2 separate regions of the Zea mays genome follow, and region 1 is linked to region 2. A link is a contact called in public Hi-C data. All regions are on one chromosome and are shown on one strand. The core of a region is the stretch at or near the end of the contact, and the rest is flanking DNA. Distances in the headings are between cores, read along the strand shown. Region 1 holds the start of LOC100194083. Region 2 has its middle 40 kb from the start of LOC111589319.

Region 1 (6,264 bases), core at 817-3,316, 81 kb after region 2:
GGAGGAGTGCTGACGAGCACCGGGAGACCGAAGCCCCGCTAAACCAAGACTTAGCTAGGACTCCACCCAACAGCTTCTAAGCTCCACTTCCACCCTGATAAAGAGACTTGGGAGTCTCTCCTTCCTCTCTCGATCGCTTATAACCCCTACTACGAGTTTGATCATCAATGGTGTCGGTAGCGCAAGCCACCGATGACTAGAAGTAGGGACGTTCTGCCCGAACCAATATAAACTTTATGCCATCCGTGCACACCTTCTGAAGCCTGGAACACACACAATAAATTTACTTGTCGGAGCGAGGTACGAAACACCGACAATCCTTGTATCAGATTGTTCGAAGGAAAAGCGACATTATGGCAAGAGTGTTTACTGTTGTCCCATTAAATGTTTCCTTCCGTAGGGCATTAGTTGGACAGAACTTGATCTTATGGAATAATTTAGTGTCACGTATTTTTCATGTCCAATTATCCGAAGGAAATGATTTGTTTAGATGGAATCTAAATATCCCACGGTTGTGTTCACGGTCCAATCTATGTATAGGGTTGTGATTAACAATGAGAATTTATTTCGTCGTGAACTAATATGGAGTTTGAAGTTACCACTAAAGATTAAAAAAATTATGGTATTTATTCAAAAGGGTAGTTCTAACTAAGGACAACCTAACCAAACACAACTTGCAGGGTAATAAGAAATGTGCTTTCCGTGATTCAAATGAAACCATACAATACTTATTTATCAACTGCCATTATGCTCATTATATGTGGAGACTACTATCTTGTTGTTTTGGTTTACCCCCTCCCAGGCCGATGAGCCATGTGTTTGGTTCATGGATGTTAGGAGTTAACATGAGGACTAAAAAATGATTATTACAGGTGTTTCAGTTTTATGTTAGGCTATCTGAATAAGTAGGAATGATCTAGTCTTTGACAAAAAAAAAAACCTTGTCTCAGTGATTTGCAGGTTCTTTTTAGAGGTACCCACTGGCTAAGGTTTTGGATTCCTCTGCAAAAGAAGGATGAAGATAAGGATCTAATAAAAGCAAGTTGTAGGCGCTTGGAGATAATCGCCATGCAGATTTTTTACGCACTTTAGGCCTTGTTCGGTTAATCCTGTTACCTATGGATTGGACGGGATTGGAAAATATTATGAAGAAATTTGACTTGCTTGGGATTTAAACCCACCAAATCCCACTCAATCCATATGGATTGAGAGCTAACCGAACAAGCCCTTAGTTGGATTGCATGTGTCTATTTTGTGGGTGGTAGTGTGATGCTTTTGTAAGTTCGGCCCTAATCTCTTATGAAGGGAAAACCAGAACTGTTTCCATTATCTAAAAAAGAAAACTAGGATGCTAGTTGAAACCAACTTTTGCCTGACAAATTGGGTGCGATCCTCTTGACGCCTAATCTTCCTTAAATGATTAATTATCATTAAATTTCTTTGAATTAAAAAATACAAGTCCAAGCTATATTTAAATTCGACAACAAAGAAAAATGAAGAAAATAATTAAACCAGTCACTTTTAAAATAGATTAAAGATAGACTTCTCTTTGTGTATCATAAACAAAGTTAGAAACCCGTTTTCAAGAAACTAGGTTGCAAATACCAAATATGCACATCCATTTTTTTTGTCTCCATAAACCAGTTTCTATAAAACTAGTTCAAAGAGGTCCTAAATTAGTTGAAAACTACCAATATAAATCGAACATATTTCTCATGCAAAAATTAAGCTAGCTGCCATATAGCAACTCTATTTCTAAAAACTGTCGTTGTTGTCTAAAAAATATGAGAAAGCGTGCTGATGAGCGTATACGTAGTCCTGTGATGAAACAGTGGCAACAAAAACAAAAATGCGAACACAACAGTGACCGTCTCCTGAATTGAAATCACTGTTCACGTCACACGCTTCGCTGTTTACCCGACGACGTGCACAAAACGGAACGCGGTGTCTTTCTCTCTCAGCTCTCTCTTTCTCTCTGCGCGTGCGCGCGTACGTGGCTCGTGGGACCGAGGTGGCAGCCACGGGCCCGGGCTTTAACTGCGCCAGTGCCTCCGCGGTCCGCGCCCAAGTACCCACCCCAAGGCATGAGCTGAGAGAGGCTGGGACTGGGAGGAGCGCAGGGCGCGATTACGCGGACGCTCCAGTCTCCACCCTCCAGAGCAGACAGCAAGCGCCCAAGCGCCATGATGTTGCCGCCGCCGCCACCACCGTCCTCCTTGCGCGACCTTCTCTCGCGGGAGCGCGTCGACGAGGACGAGGCGCCGCATCTGTCGCCGCGACGCGCCTCCGGGCGGTCACCCCCGCGCCGCGGGGCGTCGTCGAGGTCGTCCAGGCACACGTCGTCGCCGCCGCTGGCCACGACCACGACAACGACCAGGGAGGCGGAGGGGGAGGCCGCCGCCGCCGACGCGGTGGTCGCCGTGCTGTCCGCGTACGCCGGGAGGCTGCTCAGGGACGCGGAATTCAGGCGGGCGCTCCGCGACAAGTGCGCCGCGTGCCTCGCGCCCGCCGCGGGCGCGGGCGAGGACGACGACGCGGCGGCAGGCCGCCCCGTGCTGGCCAACCTCGAGCTGGGCATCGAGAGCATAGAGCGCCTGGCCGCGGACGGCTCCGCCGCGCAGCCACAGGCGCCGCGCGACGCCAAGATCCGGTCGCTCCGCAACTCCATCCGCCTCCTCAGCGTCGTCGCGTCGCTCCACTCGCCACCGCCGCCGCCGCGCCCCGGCGCCGCCGCGGGGGACGGCGGCGGCCGCACCTGCGGGGTGCCCAACTCGCACCTCGCAGCCTGCGCGCAGCTCTACCTCGCCGTGGTGTACAAGATGGAGCGCAACGACCGCGTCGCGGCGCGCCACCTCATGCAGGTGTTCGCCGACGCGCCGGGCCTCGCGCGCAGGGAGCTGCTGCCGGACCTCTGGGACCACGTGTTCCTGCCCCACCTGCTCCACCTCAAGGTCTGGTTCGCCAGGGAGGCCGACGACCTCGTCGCTGGCCGGGACGCCGACGACCGGCGCACGAGGATGAAGGCCCTGCAGAGGCTCTACAGCGACCACATGGACAGCGGCACGGCTCAGTTCGCTGTGTACTACAAGGAGTGGCTCCAGTCAGGCGCCGCCGCGCCGCCTCCCGTCCCCTCGGTGCCGTTGCCTTCGACGCCCAGGAGTTTCGACGGGCGCGAGAAGAGCTCGGCTTCGGTGCACAGAACCTCCATCAACAGAGACCTGTGGGTGAACCGTGAACCTTCCCATCCCACAGACTGCATTGCAAGAGCACAGGAGTTTCTCAGAGTTTATCTGAATTCTGCTTCCAGGTATAATGCGGTTTTCGGGACAGCTCTCGCTCTCGGGCAGGAAGACGTCAAGGATACAAAGCTGGACGATGGGACTGGACTAGCTCTGGATTTGGATGTCGAATTGGATCACGATGCTGCGGGCTTCAAGACACAGAAGCTTGCTCATGTGAGTCGACAGTTCCTTCAACTTTCTCCAGATGACTACTCTACTCCTAGATGGTTTGCCTCGTAGTAATAATATGTGTTTTTTTGTTTGGCAAGGCAAACTAGCATTGGCATCTATCTTTTAGACAAGTGACGAGTTGTGGTCACTGTTTGCAGCTGACAATTTAAGTGGTGCCAAGGAGACAGCCGTTTGATCCACGTACAGTATAATATTTGTTTTCTATGCCGTGGGGCCTTTTTTTTTGTCATATTCCTAGGATCCTCAGTTGTCTATGGTTGGTTGTAGACATGTAGCATCCACTGAGCTGTTCGGTTTAAAAAGCTTGCCTCCTGAACTGAGAAACATCTGTCCTTGACGCCTCATAGTATTACACAGTTAGCCATCAAAAATCCGATCTTGATTTAGGAGTAACATATTACCCTAAACTGGCAATGCAAAGTCCTTCTCTTTGCTTTAGAATAACACTGCTATATGTAGTGTTTTAAGCTACATGTTCCTGTTTGTTTAGTCCCGCATATATATATATATTTGAAGTTAGTTAACTTGAGCCCGTTTTGAGTAGACAGAGTAAAATGGGGCTCCAGGAAAAGCACTCCCGCTCTCGGAAAGAAGGCGCCGCTCTAGCAGAAACAGCACCTGCGCAGCGGAAATCATACTCCTTTCGACTGTTCTCGTGCCAAGGCGATATAAGCAGGAACGTGATCAGCCATCCCAAAGCAGCGAAGAAGGAACCCGTGGTGTCTGTCGAGAAAGAGCTGGACAGCAGCGAGCTAGCTCCTGCTGTCGTGCCTCTGCTGGAACGAGCGGTTTCCGTGGTATCCAGTTCGGACAGCCTGAGTCAGTGCGAGGACGCCGTGCACGAGGTCGCCAGAGCATGCTCGGCCTGGGACCCGAGCCTCGTGAACCTGCTGTCGTGCGCCTCTTTCATCCAAGGCCTTCTCGAGGTCACGCTGACCTCCAAAGACGACGCCGTGCTGGAGTCGGCCATGTCGATCATGGGGAAGCTGGTTCTGGGGAACGAGGTGATCAGACAGCTCGTGCTCAACGCGGACCCGCAGCTGGAGGTTTTCCTGAGGCTCCTGAGGAGCAGCGAGCTGTTCCTCAAGGCGGCCGTGGTGCTCTACATGATGAAGCCTAAGGCCAAGCAGATGCTGTCCCTGGACTGGGTGCCGCTCGTGCTGCACGTACTGGAGTGCGGCGACGAGGTGCAGTCTCTGTTCTCCGTAAGATGCGCCCCCAAGATCGCCGCGTTCTATTTCCTGGACCAGCTGCTCATGGGGTTCGACGTTGACAGAAACGTCGAGAACGCGAAGCAGATGATCGCTCTCGGTGGGCTGGACCTCCTGATCGGCAGGCTTGGCGCTGGCGACGCTCGCGAGAGCAGGCACTGCATCGCTCTCCTGACCACGTGCGTTCAGGCCGATGGCAGCTGCAGGCACTACTTGGCTGATAGTCTCAAGAAGGAGCCTCTCGTTCAGCTTCTTGCTGGAAATCAGAGGAAAGCCAGTGCCGCGTCCCTTAACCTGATGAGTGAACTCGTCTGCCTTAACAGGTGACATACTTCTCCCCCCTTTGTTGTCAGTGACATAAGTAAAACAAAACAAAAAAAAAACATCGCTAAAATACCCCTTTTGGATCGAACTCATTCTCCTTTTCCTTCAAACAGAACAAGCAAAATCGTGGAGTTCGTCAAGGAGCTGAAGAACAGCGGGTGCTTGAACACGATGCACGTTCTGCTGGTCTACCTCCAGCAGGCTCCTCTCGTCCAGCACCCGTTAGCAGCTACCATGCTACTCCAGCTCGATCTCCTGGTAACGTCTCCGCCTTTTTTTTCCTCCTTCGCTCAGGCGTCTGTTTTGGTATTGTATTGTTCAAATGAAGAAGCTTTTCTTGCAGGGTGATCCTTCGCAGTACAGCGTGTACAGGGAGGAGGCGATCGAGGCCATCGTAGCCGCTCTGGAGCACAGCTCGCAGAGCAGGAAGGTCCAGGAACAGTGCGCCCGAGCTCTCCTAATCTTGGCAGGGCGGTTCTCGTCTTCAGGAGAGCCCGTAGCAGAAGCGTGGCTGCTAAAGAGAGCGGGCCTAGACGATTCCCTCTCTGAGTCCTTCAGGAGATCAGAAGTATTCAAAGATAAGAGTGTTCGAGCGGTATGTACGTTCAGTTCAAATGCCCGAAAAAGACTACGATTAAATGTTCGGGTTTTTTTCCCTAACCGACATGTTTGCTTGCACTGATGATGACTTAGGAGGAAGAGAAGCTAGTGGAAGAACGGCAGAAGAACCTCGCCTTGATGCTACTGAAGAGCGGGGGCAGAAGGTTCCTCACGGCGCTGTCGAGCTGCATATCCGATGGAACCCCGAGCCTCAGCCGGTCGTGCCTCGTCAGCGTGGCATGGATGAGCAGCTCCCTCTCGCCGCTGCGCGGATGCAACGACTTCCAGCCCCTGGCATGCTCCGTCCTCGCGTCTAAGCTTTTGGACAGCTTGAGCTACGACAGAGTCCTGGAGGAGAGGGTGCTCGCTTCGCTGTCGCTTCTGAACGTCGTGAGACACCCAGGTACGTACGTCTGCAAGACTGGTGACAGCCAAGTGACTGTAAAAAGAAGAAGATGAATTTTGTTTTAAGAGCGACTGTCCTAATCTGACAGAATGCATGGAGAAGGTCTTCCCGCTGAAGAAAGAAACCATCGAGTCACTCCAAGATCTCGCGGAGGTGACGTGGACTGCGAAGGAGCTCCTCTTTGCCTGCTGCAGATGAGATGCAAGACCAGATCGTCCTCAGCGATGAAGAACTAGACACCAGCATGTAA
Region 2 (6,008 bases), core at 3,102-5,601:
AGTTTATAAATTTCAGATTTGCCTATTCACCCCCTCTAGGCGACTTTCAGTTCCTTCTGCCTTCTTCCACCTTGGGAAAAAATAGAGAACGTCATGGGGAGAAGGAAGGAGAGAGAATCGTCCATGGGAGAGAAGAGAGAAGAGGGGATCAGCTAGGGGAGAGAAGGGGGAAGAGGGGATCGGCCATGGCAGTCTCCATGCCTGGGGAGGGGCTGGGCTGGCCTGGTTAGGGCTCACCGCTATGCCACCGCGCTGGACCGCCGGGCCACCGGACCACCGTTCCGAGAATCGAGGGGAAGGGAGCCGCGACTGATGGGCTTGCTAGCCACGCTCGGTCAGCGAGTTGCGCGTGGATCAAGGGAGGAGCAGGGGATGAGAGGCCCTGAGGGCGCGCGCCGCGGACGGGCTTCATCGATCAGCGGCTGCCGGGACGCAGGCGCGAGGGGAAAGAGGACCGTGGCCAGGGGAGGAGAAAGTCGGTCGCGGCTGGCCGGACCGCGCAAAGGCCGCGCCACCAGGAGAGGCAACACCGCAGGGGCCAGCACGGCGCGGTGAGCAGCCCCACGGAGAATGCAGCATGTCCAAACACGCCAAAAGGGCATGCGTAGGGGTTGCGTGCAGAGGCTTCGAACGACCACGCAGAGCGCACACGCCCGGATGCCGCTTGGCCGGGGGAACAGAGGGAGGACGCACGGGACAGGAGAGAGGGAGAGAGGAGTGGAATCTTACCTGCGCATGAGGACAGGCCACCGCAGGGGCTCCTAGGCTCTTCGTCGAGGGACCTCACGACACACAGCGAGGGGAAGCTCCGAGACGATCGTCGAGCGGTTGCACATAGCAGTGCGAGCAGGAGCGCCGAGAGAAAGCGGAGCACGGTTTGGAGAGTAGTGGGCGTTCTGGAGGGGTTTGCTAAGGCATCAAGGGCGAGCAACAGTTGCCGGAGTCCACATGTTGTGGGCGCGAGTGGAGGAGCAGTTATGGGAGGAGAGGGGAGGAGCCGACGTGCAGGCCCTGCATGCGCGTCCGCGAGCACGAGTGTGGCTGATGGGTCGGGCGCGCAATAAATGGTCCTGTGGGCGAATGGAGGTGAGGTATTCGGGCGCAAAGGCGAGGTACTTACGGCTGCCTCTGAGTGAAACTAGCACGCGAGAAAAGGACAACGGTTTGGGAATATGAAGCTGACACACGAGCTCGGAATAACAACGAGAGGAATAAGCGAGGGAAAAATGGTTGCGCGCACAGCACGGCGTTTGCGACGAAAGACATTTCAATGATCCCGTGAAAATGACACGAGATCTAGAACGGTCTCGACGAGAGGAACATATATATATACATATAGTATCGGGTTTCTAGAATTTTATAGTTTTCGCAAATACTAAATTTTAGGTATTCAATTAATATTAGAAAAACTAAAATTCATATTTAATACTCGAAGAAACGTTCTAAAGATACTAAAAACTCTTGGGAACATCCTCGAAATATCTTAATCTGTTACAATAACATTTTGCACTCATAAACACTATGCATCGGCATCAATGCAACAATCAAAGATCCTCTAAGATTTTATTTTACTAGGCTTACGCATAGATATAAAACAAAATAACTCTTCACTATTTAGGAAAAAGAAAAGAAAAGCAAGGAAAAGAGAGGGTAACACCTGAATTTGGTGAATATTAGAAAAGAAATTTTATACCCCCAAATTCAGGGTGTTACATGCACCACCGGACATGAATAGTGTCTGATTCCTTTCCTTTTCTGGCGAAGCCGACCATTGAGCCTTCGGTCCCCTTGGCGCACCGGACAGTCCGGTGCGGCCTGGTGACTGTTGGCTCGGGCCACGCGTCGCCCACTGATTGCGCTGCCGACCGTTGGCATGGGCGCTGTTGGCTCATCAGACAGTCCGGTGCAGCACCGGACAGTCCGATGAATTTTAGCCGCGGCGCCCTTGGTTTTTCTTGAGAGCGACGAGTTCATCGTCGGACCAGCCTGGGCACCAGACTCTATCCGGTGCACACCGGACAATCCGGTGCACCTCAGGCTGGTGCAAGTTTGCCTGGACTTTAGCCAAACTTCTTCATTCCAATTTCATTTGATTTGACGAGCATCCTAGCACTTAGAGAAATGTGTTAGTACAAAAAAAAATCAATAAGGCCAGAGTCATACCTTGATTCTTTGATTTGCATCTCTCAACCAATTAGTGCATATTAATCACAATAACATGTGTTGGACATCTAATCACCAAAACATTTATCGAAATGGCCCAAAGGCACATTTCCCTTTCAAGAGGCAACAAACAGAGCTTCTCCACTATCCAAAGTTTCAACGAAATTGGCTTCAGCAGAAGACTTATCCAATTCTTTTTTCTTTCTCTCCTCTTTATTTCTCACTTTGGGGCACTAAGAAATATGATGAGTATTTTTTGCTGCAATAACGGCAATAAAGGTTGAATTTAAGATCTCCAGATCCCCGAACAATTAAACTTTCACCTTTCGGTTCAGAACGAGAATCAACATCAAATTTTTCCTTGGACAACAAATTTGACTTAACATTCTCAAAGGACAGTGAAGTATGATTACCATAAAGCATAATTTCCTTAAATTGCTTAAAAGAAGGGGGCAATAAGACTACCAACAAAATTGTCTTATCTTTACATCAAGACTCTCAAGGTCCACAATAATTGAATTAAATTTATTAAGATGTGACTGCATAGATGTACCTTCTGACATACGAATAGTGTAAAGACGCTCCTTGAGACGTAGCTTGTTCACAAGACTTTTGGTCATATACAACTCCTCCCATTTCTTCTACAATGTTGCTACGGATTTTTCATGCATTACTTCACGCAGAATATCAAAAGATAAACTGAGTTGTATGGCGGACAAAGCTCTCTCATCAATATCTTGTCACTTATCATCAGTCATGTCAGCAGGTCGCGTGTGCAACGCCTTTTGAACAACCAACTAGATAAGAACAACCTTCTTCTGAATCTGGCAAATAGCAAAACTAATTTTGCCATCAAACTTCGAAGTATCAAATTTAGTCGACATAATGCAAGATAAAAAAATTCCGAAGTCAACGAAATCGAAGAACAAAAAACCGTGATCAATCTGATGAGTTAGCTAGATATCTTGTCTCCTTGGTGCACCTAGCAAAAAACCAAACTGATTGATAATAATGGCTTAATTCACGTGGCTTAATGCCAAGGTGCTTGGAAACAAGAGAATAGATAACGTCTTTGTTCTTCGGTGAGAGAATCCACCAAGGATCCACCACATCAGATGCACGTGGGTGTGACTCCCTCATTGAGAGCTGTTGCAGATCGATCAAGCACCTACCACACAAAACCAGTACACGCCGCCTGCACACGGATGCGAACGCGCTAGTGATTCAACAGGATTCCTCACCGACAGAGACAGCACGCGTGTCAACGATGGACGAGCGCATCCACTAATGAGCCTGGGGAAGAATCCAGCGACGACGCAGATCAGAACACAGATCACAGCGGTGCGACACAAACTGATTTGTGGAAGTACGGAGCGACAACTACTGTAGATCGACGAAGGCAAAACCCGGCGGTGGCGGCCACAATGTGGATAACAACAATGTGTCTAACTCTAACTCTGATACCACTTGTTAGAAAATAAAATAGACAGAAACATTTACGTGGAAAAATCAGCTCCAAAATGAAGGAGCAAACACGAGGAAACAGATTCATTATTAATTGCAGAGTACAAGTTACAGAGAGTGTCTATATTTATAGGCATATAGAAAAACATATTTCAAGGCATATTCCAAATATATAAAAGGAATTAGAGGCATATTCCAACAAGCGACATTATGAAGACTCATTTTTTAACACCTTCAACGGAAGAACTAAAATGACAACGACGTAGCCTGGTTCAACTCATCTTTTTTAACACTTTCCTGAGGTACTCGACCGGCTCAAATTATAGGCAAAAACGACAACGATGTAACCTGGTTTCCATGCGGGAAGTGCATTCAAATGTTTGAATCCATCGCTGTAGACACCTCTAGTTATTATTACTACTAGTTGCTCCACAAGTGGAACAAAAGAATGCCTGCAGCTAGCTGCTGCTGGACCCGATCGAGGTGTATGTTTTGTGTCCTGCTGCATGCTGGAGTACTAATAATCCTGCTCAACTTAATGCAAAGCAAAGCAAGCAGACAAGTCGCTGGACGTGGCAACAAACACATAGCAACATGGCTTCGAGTCCAGTGGCAGCTCGAACCGCCTGCAGGCCGCGTGCAGCACTGCAGCTAGCACTAGCAGTGTCGAGTGCGTGGACATGCTGGTCGTCGAGTAGTAGAGTAGGCACATTGGTCTGCGAAACCGCGACGCAAGAGCTATAGCTAGCTAGCCCTCTTGTCTGCTTGCTGCTTGGCCGTGAGCTACCTGTGGTATAGCTTCACAAGGACGAATGAACTCGATCGATCGCGTACGTAGCAGCAGCAGCAGCAGCTAGGGTTAGTTTAAACTGCTGGTTGATTAGTACGTAGTGACGGGTACCATGCATGTACCAACCACCCCTCACATGTTTGTCGTATGTTAGATCATGTTGACATGAGAGCGTGCATTGTTTAGTCTGTCTGTCTGTCTCTACATACACACACACGTAGAAGCCTTATTTTGGAAAGCTCATAAGTTCTAGGACTATCGATATCTACGCTCTACAAATAGTAGAGTCTACAATACAAAATAATACTTATGGATAAACTTTAGGTGAACTGCTGGAGTCGGTCTAAGGGACTAATACAGAGCACATTGCTTGGCAGCAGAGCGTAAATTTGGAAACAGTGAGTTATCCTTTATTCATTTCGATCCGAAAATCATTACTACAAATTGTGAAAAAGATTGTGATTACTATTGGTAGTACTGAAAATGAACTGCTTCTCGTTCTGTGGTTTCTATTAAAAATATTGAGATCGATAGGTTCACGGTTGCTGCAAAATCCCCATCTCCCTATAGCGTGAATGCTTTTAGGTATGACGAGGAAGGAGAGTTAGATGCTGAATTATCCCGGCAGGTTACTGAAAGGTGGGATAATGATGCTGGGTTGTGTGGTTTAGATCGATGTTGCAAGCTTACCGTTGCGCGCCGCGAAGAAAGAAGGCAAATAGGGATTTCTTAAGGGTTTGTTTGGATAATCTCGGATTGAAATGGATTGAGGTGGTATGTGGTGTATTGAAGTGTAATATGAACTAATTTTTTTTCAATCCCCTTCAATACACCTCAATACACTTCAATCCCTCTGTACCCAAACAAAGCCTAAATGGGAAGATTAATCGGCCTTCCAAAAATCCTATCACACCCTCTAAAATTAGTTTAAAATGAAGTGATTTTTTGGAATTCTAGAGGTAGGGCTAGCCATTCGGTTTATTAGGATAATTCGGTTCGGTTTATTTGGGTTTGTGAAATTTCAGGTTGTAAAAAATGAGAACCAAAATTTTTAAAATAATTTTAGGAACCGAATCCAAATAGACTCACAATTTCGGTTCGGTCTATTCGGTCCATCGAATAGACCCGAATAGTAGAGACTAGTATCTTTTATTAAAATATATACAATTAATAATTAGTTGGAAGTACTATTATTACAACAAGTGACTATAAAAAATAGCATACAGAGATATATATACTATTGTTAAGATGATATCATTATTTTTAGCTAATAAGTTCATAAATCATACAATAATACCAGAGCTTTTTATATTTCTGGTTATTCGGTCTATTCGGGTTTTAAAGGTCATGACCGAACCCGAACTCATATTCCGAAATATAGCACATATAGAAACCGAACCCAAACCCGAAAACGCGAATAGACCGACAATTTGGTCTATTCGGGTTCGGTTCGGATTTGGTTTTCGGTTTTGAAATACCCACCGCTACGTAGAGGCACGAGGGATTTGGCTAAACATAATTACCTATCCCACCTCTCTAGAGAACATAGACTCTACTTCATTGCTCTCATGGAAACGGGCGGAAGGAGGAG

What was found. A called contact is a pair of places that touch in the nucleus more often than the background predicts.
Region 1: a Hi-C map of tassel shows a contact between it and region 2, with 3 times the contacts expected there. The contact joins the promoter of LOC100194083 here to the enhancer-like site in region 2. A contact is called at or near these places in 5 of 25 Hi-C or Micro-C datasets (endosperm, leaf, root tip and 1 more).

The regions. Positions count from the first base shown.
Region 1 is chr5:86,052,974-86,059,237 of Zm-B73-REFERENCE-NAM-5.0, forward strand. It overlaps LOC100194083, which reads left to right and starts at 2,067. Exons shown (of 7, transcript NM_001359389.1): 1 at 2,067-3,220; 2 at 3,308-3,455; 3 at 4,022-5,007; 4 at 5,122-5,266; 5 at 5,352-5,603; 6 at 5,702-6,011; 7 at 6,103-6,264. The coding sequence starts at 2,184. The coding sequence ends at 6,212.
Region 2 is chr5:85,969,215-85,975,222 of Zm-B73-REFERENCE-NAM-5.0, forward strand. No RefSeq gene overlaps it. Among protein-coding and RNA genes, the nearest start is that of LOC111589319, 40 kb to the right of the region's middle. Within about 2 kb of position 4,352, at least 14 of the 20 cell types and tissues checked have an H3K27ac peak or open chromatin away from gene starts, as enhancers often do. A contact at or near this core is called in root tip and tassel, where this site is marked.